Regions from separate parts of the Zea mays genome. Here all the other regions are linked to region 1. The links are chromatin contacts, called in public Hi-C maps. All regions are on one chromosome and are shown on one strand. Each heading gives the region's core, a stretch centred on a gene start, on an enhancer-like site or on the middle of the called end of the contact. The rest is flanking DNA. Distances are from core to core; before and after follow the strand shown.

Region 1 (2,844 bases), core at 157-2,656:
CACCTCGCCTTCCTCGGTCCGATCCTACAAAGAATGGAGGTATAAAAACAGTTCACATCAGGTGAATGGTATTCATATTTATGATTGCGATTTAATTCAATATGAAAAAATACATTTTATCGCTAATTTTATCGTATCTATTTAATACTGTAAATATTGATATTTTTTTATCTATAAAACTTTAGATACTTAAGCATATCTACAGTCTATCAGCTGCAGCCTGCAGCGACGCCCCCTGACGACACGGAGGCAGGAAGCGCCTAGAGCCACCACGACTGCACAGTGGGAGGCGCGGTCGCGTGCTCGCCGGCCGTAGAAAGCGCGGAGGCGGGAGGTGCCTGGAGCCATGTGTGCTTGCCGGAAGGGGCGCCACACGAGAAGCGGTGGTTGCGATGCCAAGGAGTTGTGGGGCGACAACTCGACGAAAAGGGCGAAGCGGTGGGGCATGGACTCCATCTCCATCCTCGTCGTCGATGAGGTTTGGGGGGATTTTGGTGAGAGACGAGCAGCCGAGCCGGCTTAACTGCTTGGTTCCTCTTCCTCCCCCGCTTCCCCCTCCCACACGATGGAGAGAGTAGGCGCCGAGACCGACGAGGACGGGGGGCGGAGGGGGAGTCGCCGAGGACAGGGGGCGACGAGGGGCGTCAGGCGGGGGCGGGCGTGGAGCGAGGCGTCGAAGACGGGGAGAACGAGAACACGCGGCGCGACGAGCAGAGGATGGGGGCTGGATCGAAACTTCTGGGGTCGCGATGAATTCGGGCCGGGGAAGCAGGATCGGGGCACACGATACGAGGCGTGGGATAAGACGACTGGTGTGTGTGGATCGAACGGCTGAGATTACAAAACGACATAACGGACGTCTGGGATTGCAGAACGGTAGGCTATCCTTATAACTTAATATATATATATATATATATATATATATATATATATATATATATATATATATATATATATATATAATTTTTAGAGTTGCATCAGCGTGAAAGGATCAATTAAACTTTGCCACAGAACCGCCAAATATTTTTGCCTGATAGTCTGGAAAGTATCTTTCCAGTATCATAAATAAATAAAGGAAAAAAAGTTTGGAGAGCAAACAAACCCGGCTCTCTCACTTGGGTGCTGTTTGGTTCAAGAAATGTAACGCAAATGGTAATGATAATGGTTTACATTCGATTAATGGCGGTAATAAATTTGAATAGGCTAGTATCAATTTTTAGTATGGTATCTGATTACGGTTGGACTAAAACAAACATGATTTAACGTTATCGGTCACCCATTGCGTTACAAATATATGAACCAAACGGCACATTACTTCAAGGCCGACGGGCTATCTCACTGATAGTGATAGGAACAGAACCCGTGCATATTTCAGTCGTCGCTCGCGGAGCCGTGGCGCATCGCGACTCAGGCACTCACCGACCGCGGATATGGCCCCGCCGCCATGGCCTCTCCTTGCGACTTCCCTCCTCCTCATCCTATTCCACCACTCGCCTCGCGCCGCGGTGGCGTTTCCGCCGTCTCTGGGCGACAGCCTCCTGGGCGCCGCCCGCGCGCCGGGTTTCGCGGCTTGGCTGCGCGGCTTGCGGCGCCGCATCCACGAGCGCCCCGAGCTCGCCTTCCAGGAGCACCGCACCAGCGAGCTCGTCCGCGACGAGCTCGACGCGATCGGGGTGCCGTACGCGTGGCCCGTCGCGCAGACGGGCGTCGTGGCGACCATCGCCGGCGGCAGCGATGGCCCCGTCGTCGCGCTCCGAGCCGACATGGACGCGCTACCCTTGCAGGTCCGTATACTTCTCGATCGTGAGTTGGTTGGGTTGGGTTGGGTTGGGATGGATCGAGCACGTGTTTCGTTCGCTTCGGTTTTTCCCTTGCATAAAGTCCAAATTTTCTGTTTGTGTTATGGTCCTGTATCTAACTATTTCCGTCCTTTTGTGTCGTTGTACTCCCGTTCGGTTTCATCCCGAAAGGATAATTGATTAAATAACCTAAAAATTAAATGCTGTACAGTCTCATCGTACCTCTGTTTTTAAAGAACCGATGCAATCATGCAAGCAATTCGATTGGGCTCATGACAAGTGCACACTTCGCAATAATTTCTTGTCCATGCCTCGATGTCGATGGTGGTGCCTGCTCTCATAGTCTGAAACTATCATGTCTATAGTTCGTGTTTGGTTTCACAAGTTTTTGGGATTTCCGTCCGGTTTTTCCGGACTGTCCTGTGCGTTGAGATGCCTTGTTCTGATAATACCAACGACACTCCATCCAATAACACCAAAGAAGCATCAAACTCGCCATTATAAATTATTCGTTATCAAACCCATATCTCATATATCTACTGGGATATGCACTATATATATACGAGATTATTTAAACTAATTAATAAGTGGGTGCGTTAATTAGTTAGACTAGACCAGAACCTGGGACTAGTTAAATATAAGGCAAAAGATTGAGACCAAGTAATTATTCGCTGTGTGCAAAATGAATCTCTTCTCAGTTGGAAGAGGAGGGTGAGATATTGTCATGCAGGGACGTCCATTTGCTCGGAGGAGTGCATCAACCTCATGGAAGCTACTCCGAGTGCCAGCCCTCCATGAATCCAAGCAAACCAACAGCTACCGATCTCGGCAAAACGCGGATGTTGTCAGATGATAGGTACTACCAAAGGTCATGTCGGCACAACAGCGTTGCGCACGACTGATAGCTACTAGCTGGACCTTTCTTAGTGCTGATGTGTCTTAGAGCACAACATGGTTTAGAGGGTGTTTGAATGTACTAAAACTAATAGTTAGTGACTAAAATTAGTTGACACATCTAAACACTCTAGCTAATAGCTTAGCTATT
Region 2 (2,844 bases), core at 173-2,672, 370 kb before region 1:
TAAAAAAGAAGATATCTGATAATCCTAAGCATTGACATAAGATTTTGTCCGAAGCTTTATGGGCTCACAGAATATCTAAACATAGTGCTACTAAAGTGTCTCCTTTTGAGCTTGTCTATGGGCAGGAAGCAGTATTGCCTGTGGAAATAAGTTTGAATGCTGTCAGGTTTGCCAGACAAAATAATCTAACCATCACTGATTATTACAATTCAATGATGGATAATATTGATGAGGTGGCCGACAAGAGGGTGATAGCTTTGGGAGCAATAGAAAAGGACAAGATCATGGTAGACACTAGACAGGGCCTACAACAAGAAGGTCAAAGCAAAGTCATTTCAAGTAGGGGACCTGGTGTGGAAGACCATTCTGCCTCTAAGGAATAAAGACCGGAAGTTTGGAAAATGGTCACCAAGCTAGGAAGGTCCTTATAAAGTAAAACATGTAATGTCTGGTAACACCTATTTATTGCAAACATTACAAGGCAAGGATTTACCAAAGGCATTGAATGGGTGTTTTCTCAAGCAGTACCATCCTAGTATGTGGCAAGATGCTTAAGAAAACCGATGTAATCACATCGAGTTAAAATGCTTTTGGTTTGCTCAGCTCCACCAAAAGGTTGGAGGCATATGTTGGGCACCAAAATGAGAGGCCGGACGGTTCGGCCCTGGGGCCGGACGGCCCGCGGTCCGGACAGTCCGCGCCTGTGGGCTGAACGGTCCGCGCAGGCGCAGAACAGATTAGGGTTCCGAGTTTCTTGCTATGTTTGTTGGCGAGAATCTCGGGATAAGCTCGGAAATTAGTTTGTAAAGGGTTCAGCCCCCCTCCTCTATAAATAGAGAGGTATACGGCCGATTTGTAATCATCAATCGAATTAAAAACACTTCTATTTCGCATTTATTTCCTAGGAATAGTTCTAGTCTAGTTCTATTTTAGCCTTCTGATCCCCCAAATTCTTCGCTTCTCTTCGACTCTACGTCGATTAGAGGAGTCTAGATCGGCCTGTCCGAGCCTAGACAACTTATAGGATCTCTCCTCCTCGACAGGGTCCCTCCCGGGAGCGAGATCCAAGCGCCGCCGCTGATCTTCCGCCACCCCTGTGCACGCGCGGACCGTCCGGCCGTCAGGCAGGAACCCTAGCCTCGCACCAGGCCGCGGACCGTCCGGCCTCTGCGCGCGAACCATCCGGCCTCTGCGCGCGGACCGTCCGCCCCTGTGCAGAGAGCACCGCCGCTAGTTCGTGTTGAGTGTTCGGTGCCCTAAAAAGGTGTCAACAGCGTAGATGACATATTTGATAATGGTATTCAAACGAAAAGCTTTTTAAAATGATGGTAAAACGACGACTCTACGTTTCATAATGATATAATTTCAAATTTGTCTTCATCACATAGTGCAAAAAAGCACCAGAAAAGCCGTACGGACGCTGAACAACACGCATTCCTACAATCGGACAATCCTACTCCAAGCATTGAGGGACACGGAGGCGGCGCCGTTCGGCACTGCACGCTCACGGGCTCGCGCATTAGTGGATACTCTCCCCCGGCGCCACGAAATCGTCCGCTCTCACCACCTTCCATCGGTCCCTCACGATCTTGCCAAGAATCCAAGATCCGCCTGCGGTAGCTAGCGGTCCTATCTTGATCCGATGGTGTCACCGACTCCGGGAGGGAAGGATGCAAGGGAGGGTGGCGGCAAGGCGGAGTGGATGATCTACGCCTTCGTGGCGCGCGGCACCGCGGTGCTGGCGGAGTACACGGAGTTCACCGGCAACTTCCCCGCCATCGCCGCGCAATGCCTGCAGCGGCTACCCGCCGGGTCGTCCTCCGCCGGCACCGGCCCTGACGGCCGTGGCGATGCGCCGGCACGGTTCAGCTACGCCTGTGACCGACACACATTCAACTTCCTCTTGTACCGCGGCTACGGTGAGATACGAATACGATGCGACCAATCGACGCCTTTTAAACTTTTAAGACTTTTGCTAGTAGAAGTAGGAGGTGCTATAGCGTATAGCCTATGGGGGACCAATGATTCTAAAACTCGACCTGCGGGAAAAGAGTTCCACCCATACATAGCGACACGGAAACCATGTGAGAACGACCACGATCGGGGCTGAGTCTTAGACCCGTGCTTTGGCGTGGGACAAACGAGGAGATTTTTTAACCACAACCTAAAATTCGCTCACACGGAGAGTCAACCCAGGACCAGACCATCTAACCAACTCGGCTAGAGGCACTTTCGCGGGACCAATTATTCTAATTTGTTATGCTTTCTTAGTGGTGCTAAAAATGACAGTGGCAAAGCTCCAACCTTGATTACTTCAGCTTGTACTACATAAGTAAAAAAACTAGAATCGGAGCTCGGGATTCTTTTGCAATCGGATTGCAAGATCACCCCCATAAAGGTATTTTCATTAATCGCCAGACTGGAACTATAAAAGTTCAACAACAATGTTGGTTATCAACCAAGAGCCTAAACTCTTTTGTCATGTGTGATCATGTTGATCCTGCATTGTTGTGGATCTTACAGATCTGGCTACAAGCCTACATAGTCCATTTGTTTCAAATTTCAAATTATAAGATGTTTTGGATTTTCTAGATATGTTACTTCATAATGTATATCTAAGTGTATAGTCAAACTTATGAATATAGAAAATTCAGAACGTCTTATAATTTATAATGGAGAGAATACAACTTAACTGCTATAGATCACATGATTATGATAATCTGTATATTTATGGTTACACATTTGCTATATGAACATTTTGTAGCCTATTGTGTAGTTGCGGAGGAATCCGTTCCAAAGAATGTCTCAGTGGCATTTCTTGAAAGGTTAAAAGATGACTTCATG
Region 3 (2,844 bases), core at 206-2,705, 340 kb after region 1:
TGGCTTTCGCTAGAGGACCTCCCACCACACGCCCCAACGCACGGAGCCAGCCTCCCCTGCCCACATCATAGGCCGAAACGAGAGGCAGAGAGATGAATCTAGCCGGAGAGGCTCAAGATCCGACCCCTAGCCCCACGACCCACCACCTGCAGAAGGCGTCGCTGATAGCTGCAGATCCGCCGACGGCCAACGCCCCCGACCCAGGCACCCCGCTACAAGCACAGGCAAGCCACGCCGCCGCCGCAGCGGGCCAACCGCGCGCGTGGGCGCCGACGCCGCTGACCAGCCACGGCCACGCGAGCGTGCGGGCACCGCCACCACCACCACGGCCGTAGCAGCCGCAAGGCCACCCGCCCATGCCAGCAGGGAGGAGCGGCGGACGGCGACCAGCCTCCCTGATCCGGCCAGCTAGCCCGCCGATCCGGCCTTCCCAGCGCGGATCAGGTCACCGGCCACCTCCAGGAAGAGGGAGGAGTGGAGAGGGTGGAAGAAGGGAGGGAAATGAGTGAGAGAGCAGTCCCGCCGCCGCCCTCCTCGCTGCTCGCCGGACTTCCGGCGAGCTGCTCCAGCGACGGCGGGGGTGAAGACCGGCGGCGGTGGGTGGAGTTGGGCGGGATCGAACAGGAGCCGCCCATATCGCCCAGAGGAGGACGACGCGGGGGCCTTGCCACTACAATGTTTTAAAGCCCTGCTCTGCATCTAGGAAATAGAGAGAAGCAATTCACAGCACAATTGAACATACTTTTGCCACTACAATAATCAGATTTTGCATTTAGTTTCCTATGCCAAACAACTAATCAATATGCTAATGATTTAGTAGATAGAAATTGCTAAAACGAACGACGTTGACAAACTGTAAACGACACATTTTTTATGCAAGATCATCTCATTAGGCATCTGAGAAAGAGACGAGTCGAACCTCTTGACGACGAAGAGCGACCCCTCCACGTCCTTCCGTCTCTACATAAAACACGCAACACGAGCACACAATAAGGTCCAACCAGCCAAATTATTCACCACGAATCACAGGGTCAGGCGAATCAGACAGGCGCGCGCCTGAGCACGCATAACGCACCCACTGGTTGACATCGGTGTCAAAGTCGTACAGCGTGACGTGAGCCGCGGTGATGAGAATATCCTCAACGGCCGGGTCGAGGCGCTGCAGCACAGTGCGGTTGAGCGTGCGCGTGCCCTCGCCGTCCACCGCCAGGTTCGGCGTCACCTTCGCCTTCCCGGCGCCGCCGCCGTGGGCCATGGCCGCGCCGCCGCGGTTTGACGAAGGGGGCAGCTAATACTTTGATGTTGGATTGCCTAGGGTTTGGAGATTGGATCGAAGGGATTTGAGGTGACTGGGCGGCGAGTCGAGACGAAGAGGACGAAGAAAATAAAGAAAAAAGGGGGAAATCGGTTTCTCCTGTGATTTTTTTTTTCTGTTTCCTTTTCTTTTAGGTTGCTGGAAACGGGATGCCGAATTCGGGGCGGAATGTTGGTGTCTGGAGTTTTTTTCGATGGGTTTAGCCGCACGTGACATGCTCGCGTGCCCGTGCCGATCTAGGTCAGAGAATTAGTAAAACATAGAGAGAGAAAATCTAGTGATACAATTATGTGTCACCTTCAAATTTATAGGAAATTTTTTAAAAGGTTGGACCTTATGTTAAAAATCCTACAAAATTTTACTATAATACTTAACTCTATAGAAATTTTATAGAATTTGTAGCAACTCAATCATTTATTTCAAAAAATCACATAGAAAAATTTTCCATGGAGTTTTAATCCTTCAAAATTCCTTCACTTTTACTTTATTCCAAAGGAGGCCCTAAAAATATTTTGGTGAACAGTGGCGGATTTGGGGACGGGCTGCTCGGACTGGAGTAGCATGTGTTAGTTTAAGCCCACCAAAGTCTAGCTAAATTAGGTCACTCAGACAGCCACCAACGTCGCACCCCTCACTCCTTCAGCCTCGTCGCGCGCCAGCCACGTGGCTCTACCACGCCGCCTGGAGCATGCGACACGCACTCCTCAGCCCGATGGTTTGTCATCCACCTGTCCGAGTCCTACCAGTCTCAACCACGTCGCCACGTGGAGCTAATACGCGCCCCACGCCCACTTCCATGGACCGTAGCTTCGTTGTGACGCTGTCAGCCGTGCCACGCTCCCTCAGACCTCCCTTAGCCGTATCACGGCACCCGGCCGCCGCCTCATGCCACTCTATCGGTCCGCCCCTATGCACGCCGGTGGCTGGCCTTACACCTCTACCTAGGCGCTCAGCCTTAGTCGCACCACACGCCTTCCTGGCTGTCGCCTCCATGCTCTATGGTGCAAGCAACCTGCCTATTTGATGCTAGATAAGTAGAATTCATAACCAAGTTGGTACTTGATGGAATAGTTACTTAATATCCCCTTTTGATTGGATCCAGTGAACGTAGTAGGGTTGTTTGTCATTTTAAAAAGTTTATTCCAATTTTACTATACTAGTGGAATTGCACTTGTGGCACGCATATAATTAAAAAAATGGCATACAATATATTTATATATACATATATATCAAATTCAATGATATATTGATCTTCTAACATAATTAGTCATGATAGTTGTTTAAATTCTTCCATATAAGCATTACTAAATTACTTATACTCATATATAACCCACTTGTTTAAACTTTCAAAACTCACTCAACCAAATCACCCTCACAGTTGTAGCCTCTCCTAAATCCACCAAAAAAATTGAACCCACACTTAATACACACTCAAAACCAAATAGTTTAGATAGTTGGATAACTCTTCTCCCTCTTACTCAAATCTAACCAATGATCAATGTTATTTGGATTCCTCAACCCCCACACTA
Region 4 (2,844 bases), core at 233-2,732, 320 kb after region 1:
AGGTTTTTCGTCACCTCACTTTTATGCATAGCAATACATATAGATAGACAAGGAATATAACAAAATAACATCACAACTGGAAACAAACCACACAAGAACATTATATGCGTCGATACGAGATCGTAGGTTTAAGAACCACTAAATCGGAGTTAAAATGAATTTGTTATGGATTTTGCAAGTTTGCGAAATTATTTTTACATTGGAAATCAATTTCTCCATTTAATTTGTAAATTCTAATTACTTATGAACTGCGGCCACTATTTCTAGAAGACACGGGGTCACTTTTATAAAGATCTGGACATATCGGTAATAGTCTTTGAACTACTTAGGACGACGGGTTAATTCTAATAAATTTTAGGGTTTCTTTAGAAACAATGTCACGCGAAGGGGTATCCATGGATATAAACCTCTTGATATAATTCAAACGGCTCTGATTAAATCTAACTGAGGTGCGAACTGGTACTTGCTGCTAGCCCTTGGATCCGAATCTGATGGTGTCCATTTTAAATAACTGAAATCCTTACGCATACATCCGATCGGAGATTCACGGCCAGATTTTAATAGAGCGAATGGGTGTCTCTTGTTATGATCGTAGTCGTCCGTTAGCCGATCACCAGCTCCCACTCGTCACCTTCCACTTGACAACAACACAGGGAGGCACTCGCGCCACCATGACGGAGTAGCTCGCCGGAGCACGCCCTTTTGATGATACCCGGCATGAATCCCAAACCCGACAGAGTATAATAGAGAACTGACCACCGTGAATCTAATAGCCATCGAGATGCCCCGAGTCAGCCTACCCAGACCTCTGCCCACGACGCAAGGCGGGGTGGTGACGCCGCCCATGCACTGACGAGCAATTAAGCTCCCACTTCTACCTAATCACGTGTTCAGATAGGTGCTAGAGAATGCGGAGATGAAGACGGACAAGATGAAGGATACCTCAATGGCGGTGGAGGCAATGACGGAGATGGCCATGGTGTAGTGCATTTCGTCGGCGCCTTTCAACTCCGATGAGTAATTCTCGGATCCTCAACCACTCCCATCATGCAGCGAGGGCACGACCACCTTCCGTGCAATTCGTTGAATCGCCCAAGACCCGTGATTGACGCCTGACGGCAGCGCGAAGGAACATCCTTCGCAGCGGCTCCTCCCTGTCTCTGTTTGCTCAGTGGCCGGTGGTTTCGTTCTTCTCGCACGCAATGGCTAGAGGGGGTGGTGAGGTTCGCTTATATAGCCATGGGCGGAGGATCTAGGGCTGGTGAACGAACTTCGGATATCCTGGCTAAGTTCATTATGATTCGTCTTCAGTGTTCTGTTGCGTTTGCTATGGTGGTGAAGGAGCATGACAAGGTGGCCCCACCATGTAGCGAGGCGGGTCATCGCGTACAGGCGCTCGCGCGGATGGGAAGAAACTCTTGGCGACCAGACCCCACCTGCTAGTGACGGCCAGTGCGGTGCACGCGGGATGGCAAAGAGATTGACGAGTGGGTCCCATATGTCGGCACCACACTCCAAGTGGGCTGGCGGCCAGGTTACTGGGCCAAGGCCTGAAGATTCTGGCCCAAGCGCAGGTAGGAGCTTCCTTTCTTTTTTTCTTTTTCCTGTTTTCTTATTGCTTTTGTTTTAATTCAATTATTTTCATCTAATATAGGATAATTTGACTAGGGCCTCCTTCTTAATTAATCCTTATTAGAGAACACTTTTGCTTATATTTTGAAAGGAGTTTGCCTAATCTTCAAAACTCATTTTTGAGGTGTTTACATTTACTATTCTGGAGGGGTTAATCAAGCAAAAAAATGTTTAGGACGTTATTTTAACAACATCAATAGGTGGAGGGAGTAATATGGACTTTTTCCTTTTAGGAATGCAAACAGACACCTTATGGTATAAAAAATACTCTAGTATTCCTATAAACCATGGCATTGCCTAAAACTATAAACTTCCAAATACGCCCTGATATGTTGTTACATGGCCTTAAGGTGGAGCCAATCCTATAGTTCCATTAACCAAAATGTGATATGGTTGTTGCGACCAGGGTTCACAATTTCGTTTAGAATGATCAGAATTTCATTTTGTTGACCAAAATTTGACTTTTGTATTTTTATATTTTGAATCAAATTCCATTTGAAACCAGATCAAAATTCATTTTTCGGTTAGTAACGAAAACGAAAAAATGCTGAAATCAGGTGATCTCGGAACGAGAAAGTGAACCCTGGTTGCAACCCATTAAGGGCCCGTTCGGTTGACGGGGAATAGAAGGTCGGAACTGTTCCGGCCCGGATTGCTTCTCTAATTTGTATAAGTTTTGATTAACAGGAATAATTCTTGGTGTAATCCTGCAGAAACGAATGGGCCCTAACCCGGATGTGATAGGGTTGTCTTGTTGAAATACCCCGCTCGAACGGAAGAAAACACGCTTGACAAGACATATCGAGAGCCACTGTTTCTAGTTTGTCTTGTTGTTTGGTTCTTCCACTCACATGTCAAAACCCAACGATGGCTTGATTGTTAATGTTGTTTCTATATTGATAATTAAACAAATAAAAATATTATGGTATACTCATTCAGGATACATAAATTCATGTTACTTTAAATAGTGAAAAATTATATAGTAAGATTAGGGTGTTACACCTTGCTGATGTGGGTGAGCCAATGTAGCTCCCCAGCAGTAGTAAGGGACCCTTGCCAGCACGAACACCCAGACAAATTTGTCAAAAAAAACCAAACGTCTGTTGCTACTCGATTTCTAGCCAAGCAAGGCAAGGCGAGGTCTGGCATTAGAATCAAAAGTGACCAGCTCTCATTGTGATAGCCTCAAAGCTTGAATGCCCTCGAATATGG
Region 5 (2,844 bases), core at 92-2,591, 260 kb after region 1:
TGATGGAGGTTATGACGGTGTGGCCGTCGACGTTGCCGATCGTCCCGGACAGCTCCGTGAGCACCTCGGAGTCGCCGAGCTGGATCTGCGGGGGCGTGCAGGAATTTCAGAGTCCGTCCGTCGCGAGCTGAGCATATACTAATAATGCATTTGCGTGCGTGTCCACTTACCACCGGCTCAGTTTCTCCACCGGAACCGCCCCAGCGACCAGCAGATTGGGTTTGGCCGGCGGAGTCGACGTAGGAGAAGGCAATCGAGGTCACGGCGATGCCAGTAGCAACGGTGATGCTCTTCAGACGCTGGGGCTCTGCCGTGATGTCCACCGGAGACCCGCCGCTCCCACCCCACGGTCCAACTTTTGCGGCCGAGCGCTGCATATATATGCATGTAAATATGGTAACTTTATATATATATATATATATATATATATATATATATATATATATATATATATATATCATATCCTCCCTCAAAAAAATTATAAGAAACATATGTATGTATGTATGTATATATTTAGTTTTTATTGTGTCTATCTATCTATCTATATCTTGCCTTTCTCGGTCCGAGCACCGGACAGAAAGCATGGATGGTGAGTTGTATGATGTTCCCTTCGCTTCTCTGCTCATGGAACTTCTTGAAGATGACACCGTTTGCCATGGCAAACTGACCGGTGCCCCCAACAATAGCCCACTCCCCGGATTCAACTACTATCCCGGTCACTTCAAGCGTGGACCCACTGAACCTGCACCACACATATAAACATATTTAATAATGAATTAATTATAGAGATATATATGCCTTGCTCCTCAAATACAGAAGGCCGGCCGGTACCTTTGATCCACGAACACTAGGCTGAAGGAGTTGACCCAGTTGCCGGCTTGGATATGCAAGCCCTGTGCACGGGCAACCAGCTTTGCGTTCGGCCCTGGCCCGTCATACACTGTCCAGTTGTTAACTACGGTGGCACCGATGCCAATCGGCGCCTTGTTGTCTATGACCCGAGCTTGGTTGGCGCCTGAGCCCAGGGGCGTGTGGAACAGGTACAGGCCTTCGAACTTCAGCTCGTTCCACTCAGTGAACGCCGAAGTAGGAGTGACTTGGAGGCTGGCCATGGCGCTCTCTCAGTGTCTCTCTGTCTCGTCTACACACTTGAGATGAGGAGCTGTAGTAGTAGCTCTTGTGTTGTGCGTCCGAAGGTAGGGGACAAGCAACTCTATTTATAGAACACCCCGTCGGCCATGAGGCTGGGGCTGGGGCTGCGCGCGGTCTCTACCCAAGGTGAGATTGAGATTGATTGATCCTACGCACAGCTTCACCAGGGTTGGGTTGGGGACGAGGTCAGTCAATGGGTTAAAGAGATGTGCACCGCCCACCAACTGCATGCTCGAGTTCTTTATATCACCAGCTTTTGTTGTGTTGCAAGGACAGGCCAGTTTTCTCCACATGCTACACGCTTAGACCCCCGAACAATAATATTACGTTTCTGTAAAAATATTGTATTCATTAATTGTTGCTTGGATTATTTATTATAAGATAAGGATTTTTGACTGTATCATGAACATGTCACGGTGTTACTATAGAGGGTCATTTGGCACTAACATGATGGGCCAGCCTAGGCACGACACGAAAAAGCACGGTCTAGGCACGACCCGGCCTGGCTAGTATAGTGCCAGTGCCTGGCACGACACGGCTATAGTGTCGTGCCTAGGCCACCATCTCGACCGTAGTGTTGGTACGGGCACGATACGGTTACATTTTTTATTTTAAAAAATAATAGTTTACATATATTAAGTATAAGAATTTAATATATAACACAATAAAATTACAGCTGCATTGGCTAGATGTATGTGTTTTAGTCTCTTATACATTAGGTTGTGTGTTTGAGTCCTTAGAACTACATATTTTTTTGCTAAATTATACAATATACTCAGATGGGTCACAGTGCCACCGGACCAGCCTGACACGACTATGTGTCAGTGCATTTCACACCAACATACATACTTTGACATGCGATGCATGTGAGCTGTGTTGGTCTGAAATTGTTCCTTTTATTGAACAGTCTTGAAGAGATCGATAGAGCAAGTCTTTATGACAAGCAATGAACTCGAATGAAATTTGGGTAGCGTAATCCCAATATTCTCCATCGCACCATTTTCAAGCATGTAAATGGAGAGTAGTGGGGTTATACTCGAATGGAAGTGCTACACGTACGACCCGACAATACGACTTTTTGTCCAACCAAGGTCATCAAGTGGTGCATCACTAAAATCAAGTGGTGCAACAGTAAAGATCAACCGTTAACCAGATATATAGTCGGATGGGAGTCGGATGCACGGGTAGGATGTACGTGTAGCATTTTCGTTATCATAAATACATGGTTTGTTGGTTACTTTTGGGTGATTTTGGGTCCTATCATTTCCTATAGATGGAGGGGCATGACGTTTTTATCCCAAGTCCTCGTCTATAGAATGTTAATGTTCGACGACTGCTATTTCTAATGTCCATGAATCAACTGTTGGACATATGTAATGTGGGGCTCACTGGATGTTGTCAGAGTCATTAGTCGGTGTCATCACCAACGATCGTTAGTGGCCATTTGAAATACGCTAACACCAATGGTATCCATCGGAAATAAGGCTATTTTCGACCTCTTAAGACCGACATACGACCATGATTGGAGATAAGATCTAAACCATCAAAAATAGGTTATTTCTGATGATAAGTAGCTTACATCTGATGGTTTAAGCCGTCCGAATTTATGTAGTTTCCCGTTGTGTTGGACGTTCCCTACTAACAAATCTCTTCTTCAGTTGATTAATTTTGCCTTGTATATAATTGACACAT

What was found. Hi-C and Micro-C count contacts between places; a contact is called where the count stands out from the background.
Region 2: a contact with region 1 is called in a Hi-C map of ear, with 2.4 times the contacts expected there. The contact joins the promoter of LOC100283894 here to the promoter of LOC100274355 in region 1. A contact is called at or near these places in 2 of 25 Hi-C or Micro-C datasets (ear and tassel).
Region 3: a contact with region 1 is called in a Hi-C map of ear, with 1.9 times the contacts expected there. The contact joins the promoter of LOC100194374 here to the promoter of LOC100274355 in region 1. A contact is called at or near these places in 3 of 25 Hi-C or Micro-C datasets (ear, leaf and tassel).
Region 4: a Hi-C map of bundle sheath shows a contact between it and region 1, with 2.0 times the contacts expected there. The contact joins the enhancer-like site here to the promoter of LOC100274355 in region 1. A contact is called at or near these places in 3 of 25 Hi-C or Micro-C datasets (bundle sheath, ear and leaf).
Region 5: a Hi-C map of tassel shows a contact between it and region 1, with 2.6 times the contacts expected there. The contact joins the promoter of LOC100282063 here to the promoter of LOC100274355 in region 1. A contact is called at or near these places in 2 of 25 Hi-C or Micro-C datasets (ear and tassel).

Annotation. Positions count from the first base shown.
Region 1 is chr7:26,797,036-26,799,879 of Zm-B73-REFERENCE-NAM-5.0, forward strand. LOC100274355 (IAA-amino acid hydrolase ILR1) reads left to right here and starts at 1,407. Exons shown (of 5, transcript NM_001148715.1): 1 at 1,407-1,784. The coding sequence starts at 1,431.
Region 2 is chr7:26,425,420-26,428,263 of Zm-B73-REFERENCE-NAM-5.0, forward strand. LOC100283894 (vesicle-associated membrane protein 724) reads left to right here and starts at 1,423. Exons shown (of 5, transcript NM_001156792.2): 1 at 1,423-1,919; 2 at 2,765-2,844. The coding sequence starts at 1,643.
Region 3 is chr7:27,133,292-27,136,135 of Zm-B73-REFERENCE-NAM-5.0, forward strand. It overlaps LOC100194374, which reads right to left and starts at 1,456. Exons shown (of 8, transcript NM_001139409.2): 1 at 1,076-1,456; 2 at 920-960. The coding sequence starts at 1,255.
Region 4 is chr7:27,112,234-27,115,077 of Zm-B73-REFERENCE-NAM-5.0, forward strand. No RefSeq gene overlaps it. Among protein-coding and RNA genes, the nearest start is that of LOC100194374, 21 kb to the right of the region's middle. Within about 2 kb of position 1,483, at least 16 of the 20 cell types and tissues checked have an H3K27ac peak or open chromatin away from gene starts, as enhancers often do. A contact at or near this core is called in bundle sheath, ear and leaf, where this site is marked.
Region 5 is chr7:27,054,280-27,057,123 of Zm-B73-REFERENCE-NAM-5.0, forward strand. It overlaps LOC100282063 (jasmonate-induced protein), which reads right to left and starts at 1,342. Exons shown (of 4, transcript NM_001154976.2): 1 at 832-1,342; 2 at 553-742; 3 at 171-371; 4 at 1-85. The coding sequence starts at 1,112.